Regions from separate parts of the Danio rerio genome. Here region 1 is linked to region 2. A link is a contact called in public Micro-C data. All regions are on one chromosome and are shown on one strand. The core of a region is the stretch at or near the end of the contact, and the rest is flanking DNA. Distances in the headings are between cores, read along the strand shown. Region 1 overlaps ppp2r2cb (protein phosphatase 2, regulatory subunit B, gamma b). Region 2 holds the start of maea (macrophage erythroblast attacher, E3 ubiquitin ligase).

Region 1 (7,224 bases), core at 31-2,530, 74 kb after region 2:
CTCAGAAACAACTATAAATTGTAAATTAGAAGAAACTGAGCATTTTCGTTTTATGGGAAAGGCTATATAACCATACGCATCTATTTTGATTATAAAATAAAAATTTTAAGTAATTGCCAAACAAATGGTACATTTGTTTTTATTATGTATTTAATTATTTTTTAACATTTGTTTCGACTGAAATGGCTAACTAAACTTTTAAAAGTTTTTCATTTTAATCCAATTCAATATAAGAGAAATATGCTAATTCATGCTAAATATAATTTAATCTTAGATGAAAATACATTAGTAAGTTTAGATAATTTTAACCTTTAACTTTAATTTATTTTATAACATTTTAGACAGTAATATTTAAAAAAAAACTTTTTTGACTGTCTTTATCTTATCACACTTACATTTTTTTACCTAAAAATTTAAAACCAGTGGTAACGTTAGTATTACAAATGTCTGAACACAAAGTACATTTATTTTTATATTAGTGAGGCTTGAATCCCTTCAAACTTAAACACTGTGAATTTTTGTGTGTGCAAGTAAGGGAGCATGCGAGATAGGCTACCTGGTATACTTCCACCGGTTTATTTTCCATGTTGAGGTCCCAGACTTTAACGGTGAGGTAATCTCTGGTGAGCAGGTACCGGCCGCTGTGACTGAACTTGACATCTGACACCGAGGAAACAATCTCTGAGAAGAACGACCGGCGAGTCGGATCCACCGCCTCTTCAAACACTAACAGCACATATAAACATACACAAACACATTCACTTTTATAATATTTTTATATTATATAAAAAAGCTGACTCAATATTGTAAAATACTGTATTTACTTTACCCAACACTGGTTTTAAACTTTAACACCATTTTGTTTTTAAGCGAACTGTAAGGCAAAAATGACGAGTGGAGAACTTTTACAGTCTATGGTGGAGACCCAAACCATTACAGTTTTAATAAAAACAAATTCCATTATATCCGTTTAAACCATTACAAATTCCATAATGACCCCTCTTTTTTCAGCAGGGCTGTCTTGGAACAACATTTCAGTCAACCCAGTCTAATTTTCATGCTAGGTTTAGGAATGAGGGAATTTCCTCTGGTTTTTCCCTGTGGAAGTTATAGGTTATGGTTGACAGGGATGTTGTTTCAAGACCGACAGATTATGTTCACCCATGAAAATGTCCTACTTGGCTGTACCATCTGGTATTTAATGCAGATGTGTGGCTTACGTTTGGCGTGTTGGTCGCAGAGTGCGCGGGCTCTCATGTCACAGAGGCGTGTAGTTCCTGTGCTGCTGCTGAAGGCCAGAAGGTGGCAGTGGTGAGGGTGAAACTCTGCCACGGTGATCACTTCACTCATGTCCTCCATGTTTTCTGGCTTCAGATCGACAATATCTGAGAGGAATTCAATGAGGAATCCCAACACACTAAGAATTGATGTCAACAGTATTTCAGAAAAAGCATTGCAACACCCTGGCAAACATTCAAAACTTCTGACTACAAAAAAAAAAAAAAAAAAAAAAAGTGAAAAATGCAGGGTTGTGTTTTTAAACTTGAGTTAAAAGTTTTTGGGTCATGAAACTGGGTTATTTAGTCTATTGTTCATACAGGATGCATTCCACTTACTTATACATTTCCCTTAACTCTATTTTGCTGACTCAAAATCAGCTTTGGATGAGTTCCACTTTGATTTTAGACCTATATGTGAACTTAAATGAGCACTTCGAATCAGGAAATCCTCTCTGTGGAGTTCTGAAGTGCATTCCACTTCATCAAGTTCTTAATTTTTTAAGTTTTGTGTATTATTGTAATTATAAATAATACAGACTTCCAAAGAAATATGTGTGTGAAACTCAAGAAAGGAGAGAAAACTTTGTCTAGCAACAAGTAGGCCTATGTTCTTTTAAAATTTTACATTAAAATTAATTAAGCAACTGACAAGTGGAAAATGAGAACTGATTTAAACAGATCAGTTTGTTATAATAAATTTTTTTTTCGCCTGATTTCAGGATTTTTGTTTGTGGTTTTATTGGTGGCATTTAGTTCTGGCTATTTTTTATATTGGTGGGACAAAAATAAAGGAAACGACTGGTCAAATTTCATTGTGAACAAAGTTACTTCACTTTTCAGAAGCAAATTTACAAATTATTAAATGGTTAGTTCTTTCAAAAACCACAGCCAAACCACGGAGACTATCATTCTTATTAGGGACACAAATTAAATAATCCCTACTCGGTCAAAGTCCATAAAGGTATCAAGCATCCTCAAAACCAACCATGCAGAGTTTATTTCCAACTTGCCTCAACACACCTGTCTGGAAATTTCAAATAAACCTAAAACCTTCTCTAGCTTGTTCAGGTGTGTTTGGAACAAAACTGTACAGGACAACGACCCTCCAGGAACAAGTTTGGTAACCCCATATGCCTTCATAGTCTGAATATTATGAAGCTACAAAAATATGTATTGTTTACACATAAACCAAAATTAACGGCTTTCTTCAACAGTTTATTCTCTTCAGTGTCATGTATAGGGCAGGTGTTTATGAGCACTGATGTATTTAACCCTTCCTCCTGAACACTTGAGTGCAAATTCCTCTGTTTGTAACAAAGAATAGCTGCATCCAGGGTAATATGTCAGCAATTCAATAGAGTATGACATGAATAAAAAGAACATTATTAGTCATTTATTGGTTTGTTGTGAGCACAAAAGTATTTTTGTAGCGTGATAATATTCCTATTGAACAATGGTCTGTTTTGAGGATGTTTATTAATATTTTCTAGACTTTGAAAATCTCTGGACTGTCTTAAAGGAAGATGGGGATGCTCTCAAATTTTATCTAAAATATCTTAATTTGTGTTCTAAAGACAAACAATGGTCTCAAAGTTTTGGAATATTTTTTTTTTGAGTGAACTATTCCTTTAATGGGCACCTATTATTACCCTTTTAACAAGATGTAAAATAAGTCTCTGATGCAACTATTTGAAATTGTCCCTTTTAGGCTTTGATCCCAATTGTGCTGTTTTGGTGACTGTTGCTTAAAATTTAGTTTAAGATTGTGCTCATTTCAAAATAGGGCAGAGCTACAAATGCCTGTGTGTCAGCATAATGGCAGATTTTAAAAAACAGAACTCAAAATGTTAAAAGAAGTATCTCAGAAAAGGGCTCAGTCTATGGAGACTGCAGTGTTCATTTGTGCACCCTAAAACTCCACATTTATAATGCCTTTTACTGTGTGTTTACAGCTTTGGCAGCAAGAGAGTCAAAATTTGCTACCTTCATCTCGCATTTAGGGAGGACGTTACAGCATATCACTTGCATTCCTGCATTAAAAAGTGCTTTCTAGCATGAAAATTGTGTGCACCTTATCAAACTCATATAACTAAAATATCAAGTTGTTGTGTGCGCTGTGGCTTTGCTCCACTTATCCAATATGTGTTTATTTGTCTGAAATATTCTGAAGCAGCTATACTGTTGTGTACTGTACATGAGATTTCAGCTTTTTAAAAAAAAAACATATATAACATTAATGCACATCAGTAACTCATCAGTAACTTCTTATTAAGTCCCTGCAAGAAAACATTGCAAATAATTGGAAATCTGGTAACCGCAATATTAAAACCCTTGGGAATAACTCTGGTTGGAACTAAAGTTCACTGCAATCCTCTCAAGTGGTGGACTTCTACATTGTGATTGCTTGCCGCTGAACTGCACCAAAGCTCTTTACCATAAAGTTTACCTAATTTCAACGGCCACACCGATAAAGTCGGCATGCGCCGCTCCTCGCCACTTATTGCCGTTATATTCTCATTAAAATGTAATGACTTCTGGTTACTTTGACGATTTTGCAGCCTTCGGTGTGAACACACAGTTAGTCGCTGACATTATCTTCAGCTGGTAAATTTATTACAAATGGCTGCTTCTCACTCAGGGCTGTTTATGCTAATGAGGCAGAGATCATCACTAATTTTTCCCCTTATACGACATGCACAAAGGAAGAATCTTAATCAAAGTGTTTCTGCAGACTGCTTTTAGCAAATGTTATTGTTATGAATTTTTACCATTAGAGGCTGGCTATATTCACACACTGTTGACACACACACACACACGACTGGGTTTTAACTCCTTAGAAAAGTGCATAATAGATCTGTTCTATTTTAAATATTAAGCTGACATACTTTTCTCACTCACACACATTTTTCATTTCAATACGTTGTTTGCTGTTTCCATTCCTGAGTATTAAGTAGTGCAAAGGTCTCAAACTGGATTCCTAGAGGGTCGCAGCTCTGTGCAGTTCTGCTCCAACTTTAATCAAACACAGCTGATCCAAATAATCAAGGTGTTCAAGACTACTACAGAGATGATTGTTAAGCAGGTGTGAGTTGGAAGTGGTTGGAGCTAAACTATGCAGATCTGCGGCCCTTCAGGGATTGTGGTTGAGTGTGTAGTTCTCTGTCTTACACTGAGATTAATAAGGATACTGAAGCTACGGTCAGTGATGCTGAGATGCCACAGGTTAATCCTCAGGTCATCGGCTGATAGGTATGTCTCACAGTCGCTGTTGACGCTGATGGAGTTGATGTGATATGCATGTGCGTTAGCAAAGACACGTCGTGGAGATGCCTCCACCAGGAGATCCATTGGCCGCAGGACAGGGACCTACACCAGCAGAGACTTGCATTAGAGATTAAGAAGAAACAGAAGACAGAACGTAAAGGAGACTACACACTTGCAGAGTGGTGATTGTAGAGAGGTCCTTCAGCCGGCCCTCCTCATCTCGGAGATTATACCCTTCTGCCCGCTTGTCTCTCTCACTCACCTTCCACAGCTTTACGGTCTTATCTGAAAACACACACACACACACACACACACACACACACACACACACACACACACACACACACACACACACACACACACACACACACACACACATACACACACACACACAATGATGCTATTCTTAAACACTGAGCATTGTTGTGATTTAGGATTGCGTGAAGCAATTTTATTCAGACTGACCATTGGTGGTAAGGAGGAAGTGGGCGGGGTTATGTGGAGGCAGCCAGCGAATCTTGTTGATTTTCTCTTCAATCTCTAAACTTTTCAGGTAATCGAATTCAGGCTCATGACTCTGAAATGTACTATACACATTATACTCGCCCTGAAAGAGAGAGGTAACGGGGTAAAAATGACAGTCATTAGCATGAATTCATTATTTGGGATAGTTCATTTGGAATAGTTTACATATTACTCATTTATTAATCCTTAAAGGGTCAAAACTTGATGATGTTTTTGGTTGAATACAAAATGAAATATTGTGAAGGACGTTTTAAAAATACTAAAAAAGTTAAAAGTTACTAGTATCCAACATTCTTTACTTTGGATTCTTTACTTTGGATTCTTTTACTTTACATTCATACTTTCCCATCTTGCTTTTTTATTATTATGATTATTTTGCTGCTTTCTGTAAAGTTATCAAAGTAGAGTAAATATTATAATTATAGGTTAAAGGTAATGTGATAAAAATGGCTCATTAAAATGTGCCATGCATGTACGGTATACAGATAAAGTTAGAATAATTATAAAATTATTAAAATTATTATATATATATATATATTTTTTTTAAAATAATTCCAAAACGATGTTTAACAGAGCAAGGAAATTTTCACAGTATGTCTGATTATATTTGTTCTTCTGGTGAAAAGTCTTATTTGTTTTATTTCAGCAATAAATCAGTTTTAAATTTTTTTTAAAAACATTTTATGGTCAAAATTATTAGCCCCTTTAAGCTATTTTTTCGATAGTAATTTTTCTAGCCTGCCTAGGTAACCTAATTAACCTAGTTAAGCCTTTAATTGTTACTTTAAGCTGTATAGAAGTGTCTTGAGAAATATCTAGTCAAACATTATTTACTGTCATCATGGCAAAGATAAAATAAATCTGTTATTAGAGATTAGTTATAAAAACTATTTTGTTAAGAAATGTGCTAAAAAAATCTCTCTGATAAACAGAACTTGGGGGGAAAAATACACATATGAGGGTTAATAACTCAGGGGGGCTAATAATTCTGACTTCAACTGTATGTACGTATTTTTAGTGACATCAAAATGCTCCTAAGTATGCGGGATAAACCTAAAAAATCACATCCAAAATGTGGGCCTCATTCTTCATGTTGTGACATGTGTTTACATTATGTGAATACATTTTAGTTTAAAATGATTTATAAAAATCAATATACATAAGAATTCAAGTTTGTGCCCATTTAACAAAAATGTTCTTTTTTACTCAAGCTCCTGGTCTACTGCTTAGGCAATGTACAATACATAAAGGAGGAGAAAGGGGAAGATAAAGGATGCCAAAAGATCTGACGACCGGAAAAATGAGTGCTAATCATGGTGATGTCATGCGCATGCAAATATTATATATGTCATTAATTGTTTAATTATTTACATTATATGTAAAAGAATGTGTATGGGTCCAAGTTTATACGGAGCCATCTTGATATGAATCATTCCGTTGTTTTTGTGGGACTGTGTGAATTTGGATTTTTGTAGTTTTTAGGTCATTGTTACAAACTGTCCTTAAATCTATAGAACTGCACTGTAAAAACAATCCTGTAAAAATACAGTATAATGTTTTTCAGTTTATGATAGCAATAACCAAAGAATTTATGGGGAAAAAAACTATAAGCTGTGGTTGACAGAAATCTATGGTTAAAAAAACAGTAAAGATGTTTTTCAATTTACAATATAATTAAGAGATCTGTAAAATACACAGTAAATAACTGGCAACTGTGATGTTCTTCAATTTACGGTAAACATAATATAACTTTAAAATATAAGGTATGAAAATGGCAGGTTAAATAACACTAATAAACAATAATGTCAAGTTTAAAAGACTTTGAAACTTTTATTTAACTGAGGTGCAACAACTCCTTCAAACAATAGTAAAGACTGATTGGCTTCGTATAGCAGAATAAAACAGTTTTTGTTTTTAAAGTCTTTAACAGAAATCAATAGCAAAAGCATAATAATACAAATTTTTGTAGTCTCAGAAACAAAAAAAAACCCTTCTTATAATAATAAAATAAATAAATGAAAATGGATTTTTTGTAATTTTTAGTACATTGTTACAAACTGTCCTTAAATCTATAGAACTATCCACTGTCTTGTAATATGACTCATAGGAATGTTTACTAAAATAGTGCCACCACCATGAACAAGACACATTGTGC
Region 2 (6,328 bases), core at 2,358-4,857:
TTTGTGTGCTTTGTGCTGTGTGTTTATACAGACAGCTTGGCTGTCTGGACTGTATACTGGGTGATTTTTGGTTGTGTTCTCCGCTCTAGCGGGACCGGGCGCGGCGGGCAGAAAACGGAGCGGGTTCTCAGGCTAAAACCTGGCGGGTGCGGGCGGAAGCGGGAGCGTTGTCATCCGGAGGTGTGTGTGTGTTTTTGTGTGTGTGTGGTATGGCGAGTACACGACTGTCTCCTTCGTTCGGTTATCCGTGGCACTATCCACTCGCCATAGTGTGGCAGCTAAAATCCACGCCTACACTATCGAGCGTGTATGAACTGTGATTACTTTTTAAATTGCTGATTAGCTATTGGCCATTTCCCTCTCTGACTGAAGGCAGTCGACCAATCGCGACAGACTGTCATCGGTCCAATCAGCGCAGATTAGCTCCGCGCTAAAGAGGGGTTTGGGAACAAATGAATCACTGGACGATTCATACAGGAGTCGCTGGGATAATTAGGTAAAAATAAATGCAGATTATAAGACCATCAAAGTGTTTTTTGACCTTGCATGCATATTAGACTGTTGTTGGAGACCCTTACAACCAGGATATGACCCTATTTCATGTATAATATGGGCTCTTTAAGCTGTACGTCTAGCTCCACCCCTTTTTGTACCATTTTGTTGTAGAGCAATCCCATGCAAATGTCAACTTTGCTATGAAAAAAAAAAAAATTTCCAACAAAGTTTTCAACAAAGTAGCGAAACTGTTTCTAGGTTTTTTTGTGTAAGCAAGTATTTTACAGCACTTTATAAATACTCAAAAATGCCTCTGTCAATGTTTTCAAACCATTAGATTTGGTTTACCAAAGTCACACAAGTGGCAATTTCACATCTGTCACATCCATAACAGAGAAATGTAACATCCATAACGAAGTTTTTTCCTCATTAATGGAAATGTCAAATAAAATAAAACCAATCTTGTTTGTTCTATAGTGAGCTAACAATAGTAAGCTATAGTGAGCTGTTCTATAGTTATCCTTTTGATTAGCATTCTTTATTTTGGGTTGTGCACTTTAATTCATAGAATTTTTACCAAGTATGTTGTATACTATAAACTTGGATACTTTTTGGTCACGTACATAACGCATGTTTACTTCTCTCATTTAAAATATTAAAAATGTTTAAAGATTAATATTTTCGGATGACTTGACTTTGTGGTTAGTTGTTCTAGGAAATATAAACTAATGTTTCAATATAATGTTAACATATTCTTTCTCTGTGAGTTTTTGCTTTGAATTTTTACTACAAATGTCACATTCATAACGCTGGAATTGCTCTTTACCCAAAAAGTGGTACGGTCTGCTTTTTTGGTTCCTTAGACAGTGAAATGGGCCAAAAAAAAAGTACGATACTCTACCACACCATACCATAGGATTGTCACGATTCTAGAATTTGGTACCAATTTGTACAGAAATAAAAAAAAAAAGTCCATTTCCCGCAAACATTTGAGCGCTGTTGAGCACAGCGCTGATTCGCCATTGTGTTCACATGCTCAAAAGAAACGACTGTGATTGGCCGTGAAGGTCATTAGTTCACCAAATTCATTGCTGTTTACTTAGTGTAATAATCACAGTTTTTTCTGTTGAGTTAGTGAATACAATGGCAAATCAGCAGTGTTTAAGAATGTGCTCAACAGTGCACAAATGTTTGCAGGAAATTGATGTTTTTAAAATTTCAGTATCGATTGGTACCGAATTCCAGTATCATGACAACCCTATACCATATGGCTCAGGGCAGGCCACAAGACATTTATAATGAAATCTGAGAGCTCTTTCTACAGACTGCAACAGACCTGAGACATTCAAAGTTCAAAAAAAAGGAACCAAAACATTTTCGAAACATTCCATCTAACTTCAGTCAGAATGTGAATGTTGCCATCTATGGAGGATGAGGGAGCTCTCAGATATCCTCTAAAAATCTTAAACTGTGTTCTGGAGACAAAATAAAGGAAATTGTAAATGACATAAGGGTGAGAATTTAATAACAAAATGTAATTTTTGAGTAAACTAGCCCTGTAATGCTGGTTGCTATTCACTGCCAATTACTTTTTTTAAAGAAGAGGAAATGATATCAGGGTTATACATATTCATAGGTAGTTCGTTTTTAGGTGAACTCTTTAAGACATCTGTTTATTTCATTATTAGGCAGCAACCACCATTCATTTGTGACATACACTAGTAAAAATTAAATGTCATAAAAGGAATGTATTCCTTTTCGATTGTACACCATTATATAATTTGTAAATATGAACAAATATCAATTGTAATGATTCATCTACCTCTAAAACATTACACCAACCAGTCTCTTTTATGAAAGAGCTGTTCCACATATTTTCATTACACTTCCTCAACCAATGTGGCTTCTGGTTCTGCACCAAAATAGCGACTGGTATATATGGTTAGATCATGATGCAATGATCAAGAATGTACTGGAAATCATTCCCAATGCTGCAAGACAAGCTTAGATGCAACATGCCCTTGACACAGCAGTGAAGACCATATATTATTGACATTCAGTGTGCGTTTACATAAACAGGCGTCAAATTACATGAGATCCATGAACTAATCACGTCACAAAGCACTCAATGCATCATCAATCAGTCAAAAGAACCGGTTAACGTGAGGATTCATCCATAACGACGCTATCAATCGTGAAAAAAACCTCTGACGCAGAGAACAAAGGTGCTGTATCCCACCCATTACCGTAAATAATAAGCTCCTCATCGACAATCTACACCTGGTTGTTAAGCCCGCAAACGACCAACACAACATGATACAATGTGATCCTAATATGGTGCATAAATCGCATGCATACCGATCTCTGGTCACCATTGGCATGTGTATATCCCTCCAGCATTCATCTAAAGCCACGGAAAATCATAGCTTTAGATGACAGCCGCCAAATAGCAATCAAACGCACACATGAGACTGAACAGCAGTCGATTATGAAGCATCAGTACATCCGATATTATTCGTGTCACTCACTATCCAACCTCGCTAATGATTATCGTCAATCTGCCTTGAACTGCATTGCTCGCTGGTTACACTAGTGGACAAACCTGTGATGGGATAAAACAGCGTCTATTAACACAACACTGTCGGAACGCAAGAATGACATGGGCCAGACTGACATTAATCGACTCATTTACCCCTTTAACACAGCTGTCGACGCAATTTATAACTGAACATGCGATGTCACTGCTGGAATATTTGCGATCACTCCGGTTAGATCGGTTTGTGTGGGACTTGTTTTGCTAAGTTATCTAGCCCCAGAGCTAACCAGTTAACTGTCTAAATGCAGACACAGTTTTAATTTGATGGATAATCTCAGTTTGATGCCCTGTTATTGAGGTCAAACAACGCACACGGAATCTGTTTAGTTGCGTGATTAGATTATGGAGAGGAAACGCTTGACAGACCTTTAAAGTTGGGTATTCTTGCACCTTTAGGGCCATAGAGAGTTGAGCTGCTGTCTCTTGCACCGCCATCTTGCTTTGGGGAAACTGTGGAGCGTTTGTTCGTCTTCTTCCCGGATTTGGTCTTCGCCGCGGCAGCGAGGTTAGAACTGTTTGTTACCGCCTCCTAGTGTGGCGGTGAATGCTTGTGTTTTTAGGATCAAAAAGATAATTCAGCCAAAAATAAAAATGTACCCATTATTTAAGGCACAGCTGTCAAAATCAGTTTGTGGATCGCCTCAGCTGCACAGATAGAGGTAAAGTTGGTTTTATATTCGGATATTCAGACATTCTCCTGAATAATATAATTCCAGAAAAATATTATTTGAAAATTGTAAATAGCGAAATCATATTAGCAGTAAATGATCGTTAAAGTACAACATTGTTCACAGTGAATTACATAGTGTTAATGTTGTTTAGAAGTCATACTTGCATGCTAATTCCGATCGAATATTCAAAGTAACATGGTAAACAAGAAAGAGACTTCTAAATGAACGAATATGCGAATATAAAACCAACTTTACCTCTATTCTGCACAGTTAACGTTAAGTTCCAACAGTTCAGCAAAGGTAGCAACAGATTCACAGATTCGTTGCTAACTTTACTGAACTAGTTCCAACCCTAATGGACTCCTTTTAAAAGACATTTAACTTAAGGGTCATTGTTTAACACGTTTAGCAGTCATCATAAACTTAAATCCCTGAAAGTTTTTAATATTTAGATTTTTAAAAAACACGTAAACATTTATATGCATTTATGAATGTATTAGATCAACTTTGCGTCAAATTACATTAAAACCAATTACCTCTAAAGCGAGGTGTTTGTAGCGTCTGTAGGGCTTAGAGTAAATTTGATGTTATTGTCTCCTCTGGCTGCCATCATCAGTCTCACACAATTTTTTCCCCCTATTTCTGAAAGTCGTGATAACACCACCATGGAGTTTTTTATATTTCAGCAAATAGGATTGTAAAAGATGTTTTTGTTGTACTCTCCCATTCACTGCGCTCTAAGTTTACCCAACCATGATGCCTTCCACTACTGAGAAAGCCAGAAGTGTGAAAAGGGTCTATTAAACACACATGATCAAACTAACCGAGTCCTTCAGGCTTGTTTGAAATCTACAGGTAACAGTCACACTAGAGTTTGAGCATGTGAAATCCTGTTATATGTCGCTGCAAGAGGGGCGGGATTAAACAAGATGATTATACATTAAAAAAAAAAAAACAAGTGATAGGTCCATGTTTTAAATTCCTGTCCGAAGAGGTCATTTTTGGATTTTCGATCTCACGCAATTATGTGATGCGATTTTGTACTCCAAGTTTGATCTTTTCAACGCAGCAATCTGCGTTTTCAATGTGACGCATTCTTGTGCGTATGAATGGATGTCTATAGGGAGAAAAGTGCAGTGTGATCGCAACTTAAGTATGTTGGAGTTGGGTTGGAACCAATGGTGTAGTCAGGGCTATACGCATGTATACTCCATATGCTTACTTTTTTACCACTGTTTGGGTATTACGACTTTAAAGGATCAATAATTGCGTATACCCTCGATATACTCACTTTTTTTGGTGATTAAATTTCCCTAATTTATGTGTATTCGTGTCACCTTTAACTGTATACCAAATGTTTTTCGCATCTGAAACTGCGATCACACTAGAGTTTGAGCATGCAAAATTCTCACAGATAGAGAGCAGATGGTGTGTGTTTATCGATAAATTATTATATGGAATTTTAAAAGAGCAAACAGTGGGTTTGTTCTACCAGAGGCTGAATGAATGTAGTAAAATAGGCGTTTCATTTAGAAAGATTGGGAAAGGGGTTTTAGAAGAGTTATTACAACCTAACATACACCTCCTGCTCACCCTTTCTGTTTGCTGTCAAAACCAGCAGTTGCAGCAGTTTTAAGTATAGGTTGGCCACGCCCTTTACCTCAAACTCACGTAATCTGAGAATTTAACTGAAAACTAACAGGAAGTTTTCTGATTTCAATTAAAGATTAGAAGGGCAAACATTTTTTTAATGACATGCACAGATGAATTGTTCACCACAAAACTGGCAATGTGAGCTAACCAAATCATATAGTTAGTTTTGATTTCTTGGGGAGTTTAAGATAATTTAGGGGATGAGAGCTCCAAGTTTCCAGACTCATTTAAATTCCAGAAAAATACCCAAATAAAGCACCCTCAAAAAATAGATCACATGACTTCAGTAATTCAATAGGTAAATTAACAAGCTGATAATACGTATATGCGCACAAATACTGATTTTAAACAACTGGAAATGCCAGCGGAATGCCAGTGTTTTTGTCAATGAATAGGACCCGTAAATGCACATCCATAATGATTTTGAGGAGAAGAGTTGTTGTTTTTGATTCAGGTGTGCATTGTAGTAGCTTGATGATATTCTGATCAAATCACTGAAGGTAAATGGTCTGTTTTGAGTATTTTAAATTTTTTTAACAAGTCAGAAACAATGCTGTCTATGGAGGGTAAAGGAGCACTTGTATTTCACTTAAAATATCTGAATAGAGATTATATTTTCTTTTTGGGGTGAACTAAATTAACTCTTTGTGACCCTCAACTGTTTCCAAACCTTTTTAAGAGTTGTTTCCTATTGAATACAAAAGAAGATGGAAACCGGTAGCTGTTGATGTACATATCAGAACAAATTTAAAAACAATAAGCTACTATGGAAGTCAATGGCTAACTGTTTCCAACATTATTTAATTCTTCACCTTTTAAACAGAAGAAATGAACTTGACAGTTTTGGAACATGTGTAGGCTGAGTAAATAATGACAGAATTTTTATTTTTCTGTTATCCAGAGATCTAAAACA

What was found. A called contact is a pair of places that touch in the nucleus more often than the background predicts.
Region 1: a Micro-C map of caudal fin shows a contact between it and region 2, with 2.7 times the contacts expected there. The contact joins the enhancer-like site here to the promoter of maea in region 2. A contact is called at or near these places in 2 of 18 Hi-C or Micro-C datasets (caudal fin and embryo).

The regions. Positions count from the first base shown.
Region 1 is chr14:25,520,546-25,527,769 of GRCz12tu, forward strand. It overlaps ppp2r2cb (protein phosphatase 2, regulatory subunit B, gamma b), which reads right to left. Exons shown (of 10, transcript XM_021481149.3): 4 at 5,010-5,151; 5 at 4,717-4,829; 6 at 4,469-4,646; 7 at 1,221-1,385; 8 at 557-726. It also overlaps a transcript of aldob not described here. Among named protein-coding and RNA genes, the nearest start is that of ppp2r2cb, 8.9 kb to the right of the region's middle. Within about 2 kb of position 1,281, at least 10 of the 62 cell types and tissues checked have an H3K27ac peak or open chromatin away from gene starts, as enhancers often do. A contact at or near this core is called in caudal fin, where this site is marked.
Region 2 is chr14:25,444,708-25,451,035 of GRCz12tu, forward strand. maea (macrophage erythroblast attacher, E3 ubiquitin ligase) reads right to left here and starts at 3,608. Exons shown (of 9, transcript NM_199549.2): 1 at 3,458-3,608. The coding sequence starts at 3,526. It also overlaps a transcript of aldob not described here.